Linked DNA regions of Sus scrofa: region 2 is linked to region 1. Evidence: chromatin contacts called from public HiChIP or PLAC-seq data. All regions are on one chromosome and are shown on one strand. Each heading gives the region's core, a stretch centred on a gene start, on an enhancer-like site or on the middle of the called end of the contact. The rest is flanking DNA. Distances are from core to core; before and after follow the strand shown.

The links. HiChIP or PLAC-seq counts read pairs in DNA pulled down with a chosen protein or histone mark.
Region 2: an H3K27ac HiChIP or PLAC-seq map of skeletal muscle shows a contact between it and region 1. The contact joins two enhancer-like sites.

The regions. Positions count from the first base shown.
Region 1 is chr13:158,878,988-158,882,955 of Sscrofa11.1, forward strand. All of the region lies in intron 1 of CMSS1 (protein CMSS1), which reads right to left. Among named protein-coding and RNA genes, the nearest start is that of FILIP1L, 8.4 kb to the right of the region's middle. Within about 2 kb of position 1,279, at least 4 of the 83 cell types and tissues checked have an H3K27ac peak or open chromatin away from gene starts, as enhancers often do. A contact at or near this core is called in skeletal muscle, where this site is marked.
Region 2 is chr13:159,052,137-159,055,685 of Sscrofa11.1, forward strand. All of the region lies in intron 1 of CMSS1 (protein CMSS1), which reads right to left. The region is part of intron 1 of FILIP1L (filamin A-interacting protein 1-like); the gene reads left to right. Among named protein-coding and RNA genes, the nearest start is that of CMSS1, 140 kb to the right of the region's middle. Within about 2 kb of position 2,050, at least 4 of the 83 cell types and tissues checked have an H3K27ac peak or open chromatin away from gene starts, as enhancers often do. A contact at or near this core is called in skeletal muscle, where this site is marked.

The DNA of each region.
Region 1 (3,968 bases), core at 29-2,528:
CGTGGTGATGACTGAGATTTCCTGGCTCATGGACTGGCTCAGGTATAGAACTCTTTCAGGCTTGAAGGTTTCAGAGACATCCTTGAAGAGAGGACAATGCCTCTGTGGTGATCTAAGGATTACGGTTCTCTCCTGGAAGGGACCCCAAGAGAGCTCTCAGAAGAGCCCAGGCCCTGATCTTGGAACAGACACAGAAAGCTCCTTCTACTGGACAGAGATGAAGATAGAGCCATAGGCTTGGCACTGGAATTAGAAAGTTGCCTTAATTGACAACAGCTTTAAAATAATCACAACAAAGGTACATAGAGCTCTATAACTTATAAAGTGTGTTCACATTCATTACCTAAAAATAATTTTGAGACCTACAAAAACGCTAGAGGTCATGCAAGGAAACTGAGGTTTAGGGAGGTTAAACTGCTGACACTGCATATTTGCCTGCCTGCCTGCTTTTATTTGTTAGTTCTCTCCCTCTGTCTCTTCCCAACTTTCTTTCAGTTTTAAAAAATATCTAGCTGTTAGGTTTAACTATGCGCCATCTTATTCTAGAAAGAGTTTAAAGTGGCTTAGCAGGTTACAAAAAAACAGTATAAATTAAAAGTGGGAGTGAATATGAAAAAAAAATAAGAATTAGAACTGAAATCAGTCTCAGAGTTACACTAAAGATGTTTTAGTAACCTATACTTTTGCTATTGAAGGAGTACAAATTAGACTCTAAGTTTCTAGCTGCCAATGGAAAGCTGACACAGGAAACTTTGTCATTATTTAGAGTAGCCATATGCTAAAAACAATAGCAGCAGCAGCAGCAGCAACAACAACAAAACAGTTCCTCAGGAGAAGTACGATTTTAGGTTCTTAATAATTACAACACAATTCAAAATGCACAGCAATTTCCTTTGATAATTTAATAGCTTTGAACTAGGCCTTAAAAGGTGATTCTGGTTTTTACACAAGAGAAACTACCATATCATATTTTAAAGAACATGAAAAGTACACCATCTCTTTGAACTCCTGTAGCAAATTCCATTTACAGAAATCAAAGCAGGTGAGACCCCAGTGAACTTCAGTTGTTGAGAAATGTTCAGGACCCAGGGAAACAGGCAGGGTGACTATTACCATGCTTGATACAAAGAAAGAGACAAAAATCCACCTACTATGCCACAGGAGTAAACAGGTCCTCATAGAAATATTTCATCTTATTTTATAAACTGTTTTAAGTTCATGATTAGGACTTGGTGGCAAATATTAACATGACCTTTTTACATCCTACATTCCTTATTATGACTGGAGTGCCACTTTCTATGTTGTACATCTTGCTGCCTTCAGGCCCCAGGGCCAGGATTTATTTATATTGGCTATTTTATACTTTCTTCACTCAATCCTCCAGTTTCCCTTACTTTTATGCCAAGGAACAAGCACAGAGTTTTTCCTTTTTATAATTTATAAATGCAGAAAATACATCCAAGACAGGAGTACCCCTTTCATCCACAGGAAGAGTCTGGGCCACCTGACTCATCAACAGGACAAGTCCAGAAATAGAAAAAGCAATCTGGCCGAGAGGGAAAGATGAGTGGAAACTTCTAATCCAGCACACAGCTAAGGTGCTATGTCATATGAAATCAACTCTCTGAGGTCAGCGATTAGAGTCAGGTTACAGCTCAAACATAATTCTACCTGCTAATTACCTGACCCATTACAATATTTATTTCGTTGAGTGAGATGCCCAGCCATGACTTCCAAGTGTGGGCTTAGGGCAGGGGAAGAAGGCAGACAGCCAGAGAAATAGCAATCCCTTTCTTTTACAAAGAGATGTGTCTCCCAGGCCCTAAAGTGATTATTTCAAACCTCTCTAAGTGAGAGATCAGATGTGTCAGGTTTCTCCCTTTCCAGCAAAATGAGGCACTTGAGATCAAAGAGCTCTTTAGCAAAGTGCCTAAGATGCCTGAAGAAATTAATTGAGTTATGTTCTGTCATGAGAAGCCCTGAAGTAAGATGGTAACAAAAACATCCTTTGTATGTGAAAAAGGAGGAAGCCAGGTCCAGGAATGGAGTGGCTGGAACAGTGTAGGTATGTATCTTGGGACTTCTCAATGTCCCCCAATAAGGACATTTGGAGCAGCAATAAGATAGAATGCCACTTGCCAGATGGAGCTGTTAGAATAACGAGAATACCACGAATAGGAATGACTTAAATACAGGGAGTAAATTAGGACAACAACCCTTATTCAGAGGAGGTGTCAAGCAGTGCTTGAGGAGTTGGTGGGGGTGAGGAACAGTGGAAACAACAGATTTGAAAGCTGGTACGTAACCATATGAGACTCATCAAAAATAAAATAATGGCATCAACAGGTTCTGTCACTCTACCTAGAGGGACTGCTCTGTGCCAGACACTGTACCAAAAGCTTTATGTCCATGTCCCTGCTAAGGAGTGTCATCCCTTCCCTTCCCACATGGCTCTTAGGTGGCCCTTTACCATTTGAGGATGTTTTTCCTCTTAAGGGATGTCCCTAATATTTAAACAAGCTAACGGCACCTGAATAACAAAGCTGGGTGGTGAGTACTGCAAGATGGGGATAGTCTGCCCTACGATTGGTTTGTTGCTGGCCCTGAATCATGAAGCTACTGAGAGGGTCAGGGTAACCAGTTGTGTGACCTGGGGGCTAATAGGAAGGCCTGATCTCCCCAACCTCTTGCTTTCTCCCGATAGTTCTCATTTCTTCCCCTAAATCAACACATGGTGAAAGAAAGGAAAGACTGATTCCTATAGCTGAAGTGTGTAGTTTAATGGCCAGAAACCAGACTTGTCACATGTAATCAAATCATCACAGTGTTGGTGACAGAGTTAAGACAGTTGAAAAAACAGTTGCTATTCCAACTTCCAATTTTCAAGTTATTGTTGGGGCTGAAATTTCTCTCACCTCAAGAGTTTTTATTTTGGAAAATATCCAAAGTACACTTTTAGCCATATTCGGGTAATTGAAACATGAAAAAAATAGTAATGTTTTTCAGTCACATTAAACTCTAACCAGATGCCCTTACAAAATTCTTTTGCGTGTACACAGAACCTTTTATTCTAGTGGAGAGTTATTTTATTCACCCAGAACTATACCCACCATAGACTGAAAATACGAACTCTTTGAGCAGCATGGTAACCTACTGACATATACCATCTCCAGAGAGAACATAAAAAGGACTCCACCGGACTTCCTAATTCTCCCTCTCTATGCACACTCCTGGTAATCCAAGTCAAATACATTTAATAAACATTTACTGAGTGCTTTCTGTGCACCAGGAACAAAAGTGAAGAAGAGTACAAAGTTGGCATGAATTTAGCCAACTTGCAAAGAGAAAATGACATGCAGCATTCCTATTAACAGTGTTAGGATCAGGATTCTACCCTGAATAGCCTACCTGACTGTTTGGCTCACCCAAAACACAGTGCTTCTGGCATCCTTTTTCTATTAACCACGAGGCAAAGAGAGAAATGGCTTGGGCATTTAGAGAAAAAGCAGTATGGAGAAAAATTAATGACAGGTTGTCTAGAGTCCATGAGTTTCCTGGGGTTACCCTCAGGAAAACTCCAGGCATGACCCAGCAGAACTTTGTCCAGACAGTGTTTGGTCCCCCACTAATCACTTTGACCCCATCCATTCTCCACATGAAAGCCAGAAAAATCTCTTAAAAATGTAAATAGGACGATATAACTTTCCAGGTTGAAACTCCACAGCAGTATTCTTTTTTGCTTTTTGGCTGTGTCCATAGCACATGGAAATTCCTGGGAGAGGGACTGAACCCGTTCCACAGCAGCAACCCAAGCTGTTGTAGTGCAGCACTGGATCCCTAACCTGCCGTGCCTGCCACAATAGGACTCCCATAGCAGTTTGTTTTTATACATAGAATAATACTCATACTCGCACTTTCCACCACAACCACAGTCCCTGCCATGACTGGACCTCCACTTACCCCTGCAG
Region 2 (3,549 bases), core at 800-3,299, 170 kb after region 1:
TAGCTGCTACAACAAAGAAGTTCAGACATTTTACTCATTATTTCTAGGATGAGAACTCCTTTTCCATGACAAAAAAAATTTCCTAATTCCCCACTGATAGTAGTTGGAACTTTTCCTATCCATGGTCGGAAAAATGATATAACCACAAATGCCTACAAGAAATTCCGAAAACATGTAAGTAGCTTGTACTCTATTAATCACAATAGTCTCCATTCTGGAGACACACCACACTCAGTTTCTCACAACACTTTTGGAAGATGACTGGAAGGCCCTTTTGACAATTTTGAGAGTTCCTAGGGGTTTTGAGCTCACAAGTTGAAAATCACTACAGCAAGGCATATATTATGTAAGGGACCAAGGCCATCATCTCAAGAGCTTTATCTTTCCAATTTCTATTTATTACTAGAAATACAGCTATCAACCATCTCCATGCACACATTCACAAAAGAAACACACAATTTTCTGGTGAGATGCTAGGCAGAGGAAATGAAAACAGCCATGAATGAGTCACACACTGTGGGCCCCAAAGTTGTGTGTGGCACTTCTGAGCCTGAGGGGTTCTTCTAATGGCTCTGTAACAGAGGTTTAGCATAGAAGGTACAGACTGAGAACTCTAACAGCGGATTTCTTTTCTAAAAGCATAGGGTAAAGTTGTCTTTTTCCTTACAAAGCCTTCCGGTGTCAACAGGCTACCCGCCTCCAACCCCAGCAAAAACAGAGGCGGCCCCTAAATGCCAAAAGAATAACTGTCTGGGCTTTGCATGCTGAAATTGACTTGGCAAGCTCTCCACCTTGCAAAGAACACAAAGAGCTTAGTTTAGTCTGTGTGTAAATGCTTCACAATCATTACCAAAATATCCAAAGCAACATGCTCAAGGGAGGGTAATGATTCTTTGCCTCTCACACCCCTGCCCCTTTTCATTTTTAAGCTTCTGACATTCATTTATTTACTTATAGCTCCTAGCAGCAGCCACCCTCCTTGGTCAACATGCACTCTTGTATGCCTTAGTTTCGAACAAAAGGTTACATGGAACCACACACAGTGGGTAGAATCCCCAAACTCCATCTGTCCCAGTCCTATGCACTGTGGAGTATCTGAGGTCCAGATCTATTCAACATGGCTTGGAAGGGATCTCCCCTAAATAAAGAGCACTGGAAATGCACATCTTCATATAGATTAACAGGGCTAGGGGCTTGAGAAAAGGATTGGTCGATCCTTCTTAGAGGATATAAGAAGAGATCTGATACCGGTTAGAAGAACCCTGATAATCAGTTTGACCCAAACTCATGGGATCTAGCACAGGCCACTATCTAGGGCAAGTTTTCTACCTGCTGCACGTGGTTTCTTGATGTTTTTGATGTTCTTTTATGTTTTTGGACTTAAGCAGACCTCCTGCTTTATAACTCCCTTGCTACATGTAGAATGAGTTGAATGGAGAAGAGTGAAGGAGCACGAATTTAATTCACACTGTGCCTTAATGTGAGATTTGACCAAGCCTATGTATTTCCTCTTACTCCTTGGTGCCCTCTATGTTCTCTTCTCTCACCACTTCATGATGGTGGTCTTTGACGAAAGAGTGCTGGACTCTTTTTGATCTTGCCAATGTAGCTGAAGTTATAACATGATTGCTGAGATTCCTCCCATCTTTAAACAGATCGTTATTCCTAATGAGAAAGAATTCAGCCAACAGAACATGGGCTTGCAAAGAATGGGTGGGTTCTAATACCATACTGAATCCCTGCTCTGGCTTAGTGTTCTGTAGCTTGGGATAGTCTGACTTAAACTCTTTCAATTTAGGTTTCCAAAAAAGCATAGATTAATAGTAGTTTCTACCTGATAGGCTGTTTTCAGTAGCAAAGAGAATGAATACATCTAAAGTGCTTTAGCCTGAGTGCTCAGCACCTGGCCAGGAAGACAGTAAGTTTTATGTTGCTACGGTATTAGAGAAGACTTTAAAAGTCTTGGTTGGTGGAAGAGGCACACCAGTGAGAGCCTCTGAATCAGCAGCCTTCGTCATCTTGTTCAGAACAGTTAAAGGTCAGTCAAGGAGCCAGTCACTTCATGTTAAGTCCCTCCAGATTGGCAGGATCATAGTTCCCTACCACCTCTCTGCTAAATAAAAGGCACCAGTTCCTGGCCAAATTCCAATTTCTTCAGCTTGCCAATCTCCATCTTGGCAAGGAACAAAATAACACACTCTGAAAATACAGGTTTAGCACTGACTAAAAGAACTCTCCTGCCTTCAGTGGCGTTAAGGCTGAGAAATATATTCTCCTCGTGATGTTAAAAGGCAAAAATCCATTAGGTTATTTTCTTATCTCACTTGATGTCCCAAGAAGGAAGGTATGTCTGATGAACCAAGAGATAAAATTGTATCATTGTATCTCCAATGGGATGAGTTATGTATTCCTGTCACATATCAGGCAATGGACACAGTATTTTATACATATGATCTCAAATCCTCCCAACAACCCTGCAAAGATATGGAGTCCCAAAGAAGTAAAGCAACTTGCCTCAAATTAGACAGCACACAGGGATGGAGACAGGGTTGTAACTTGGCTGCCCAGCTCTAGAGTCTGCCTCTTTCCCCTGCCATATACTATGCTATCTCTCTTTTTTATTTTGCATTGGGATTCTAGAAAACAACCAGAAGCTTCAGTACACAAATGACTTGATATATAACTAGAGTAAATGGAATATCAAAAACAAAACAGAAGCTCTAAGTTATAAATCCAAATGTATCATTTTGTCAGAAGTTTTCCATTATGAAGCTTATTCTGAAAAAGGGTCATGGCTAACACATTTTGGAAACATCTTTAAAATCCCTTCAAAGGCCACATACAAAAAAACAATCCTATTATCTTAGGGTCACAATTGGTTCTCTGACCAAAAACAGAATTTGCTGACCCAAACTCTAACTTGATTCACTAGATTTGGTTCCAAAGAATCTTTCCTTATTGTCAGAAGTCAAATCCACATTCAATGAACCAGATTTTGCCATGGCTGAGGGATATTCCAAAAACAGAAAACTCCAAAAGTAGAGTTCAAAAACTGTTCTGAGTAGTGGCAATGTTGTTAAAACGAGGTTACAGTAGCTCTCTGCTCCTTGAAATTATTTTCTCTCTTGGCTCCTGGAACACAGCTCAGTCTTCTGTTTCTCTTTTTCTGCCAGACACCCAAACATTAGTCTTCTTTTTCTTTTTTCTAACTCACACCTTATTCTCCCCCTTTAAAGAGAACCACTTCTGAAAGTAAAAAGAATATAACAAAGACCATGTACTCACCCATCCTTCAACAATCCTTAATACTTTGCCATACTTATTTCTCCTCTACCTTTTGCCTTTATTGTTTCTGGAATACTTAAAAGAAAAGTCCAGGACATCATGTCACCCACATACTTCATTATATATATAGAAAAATAAAAAGGATGTTCTCTCACATAAATACGATACCATTAGCATTTCTAACAAAATTAACAATAATTTCTTATTATCATCTAATACATAGTCCACAGTCAAATTTTCTTGGTTGTCTTCTCCTTTACTTTA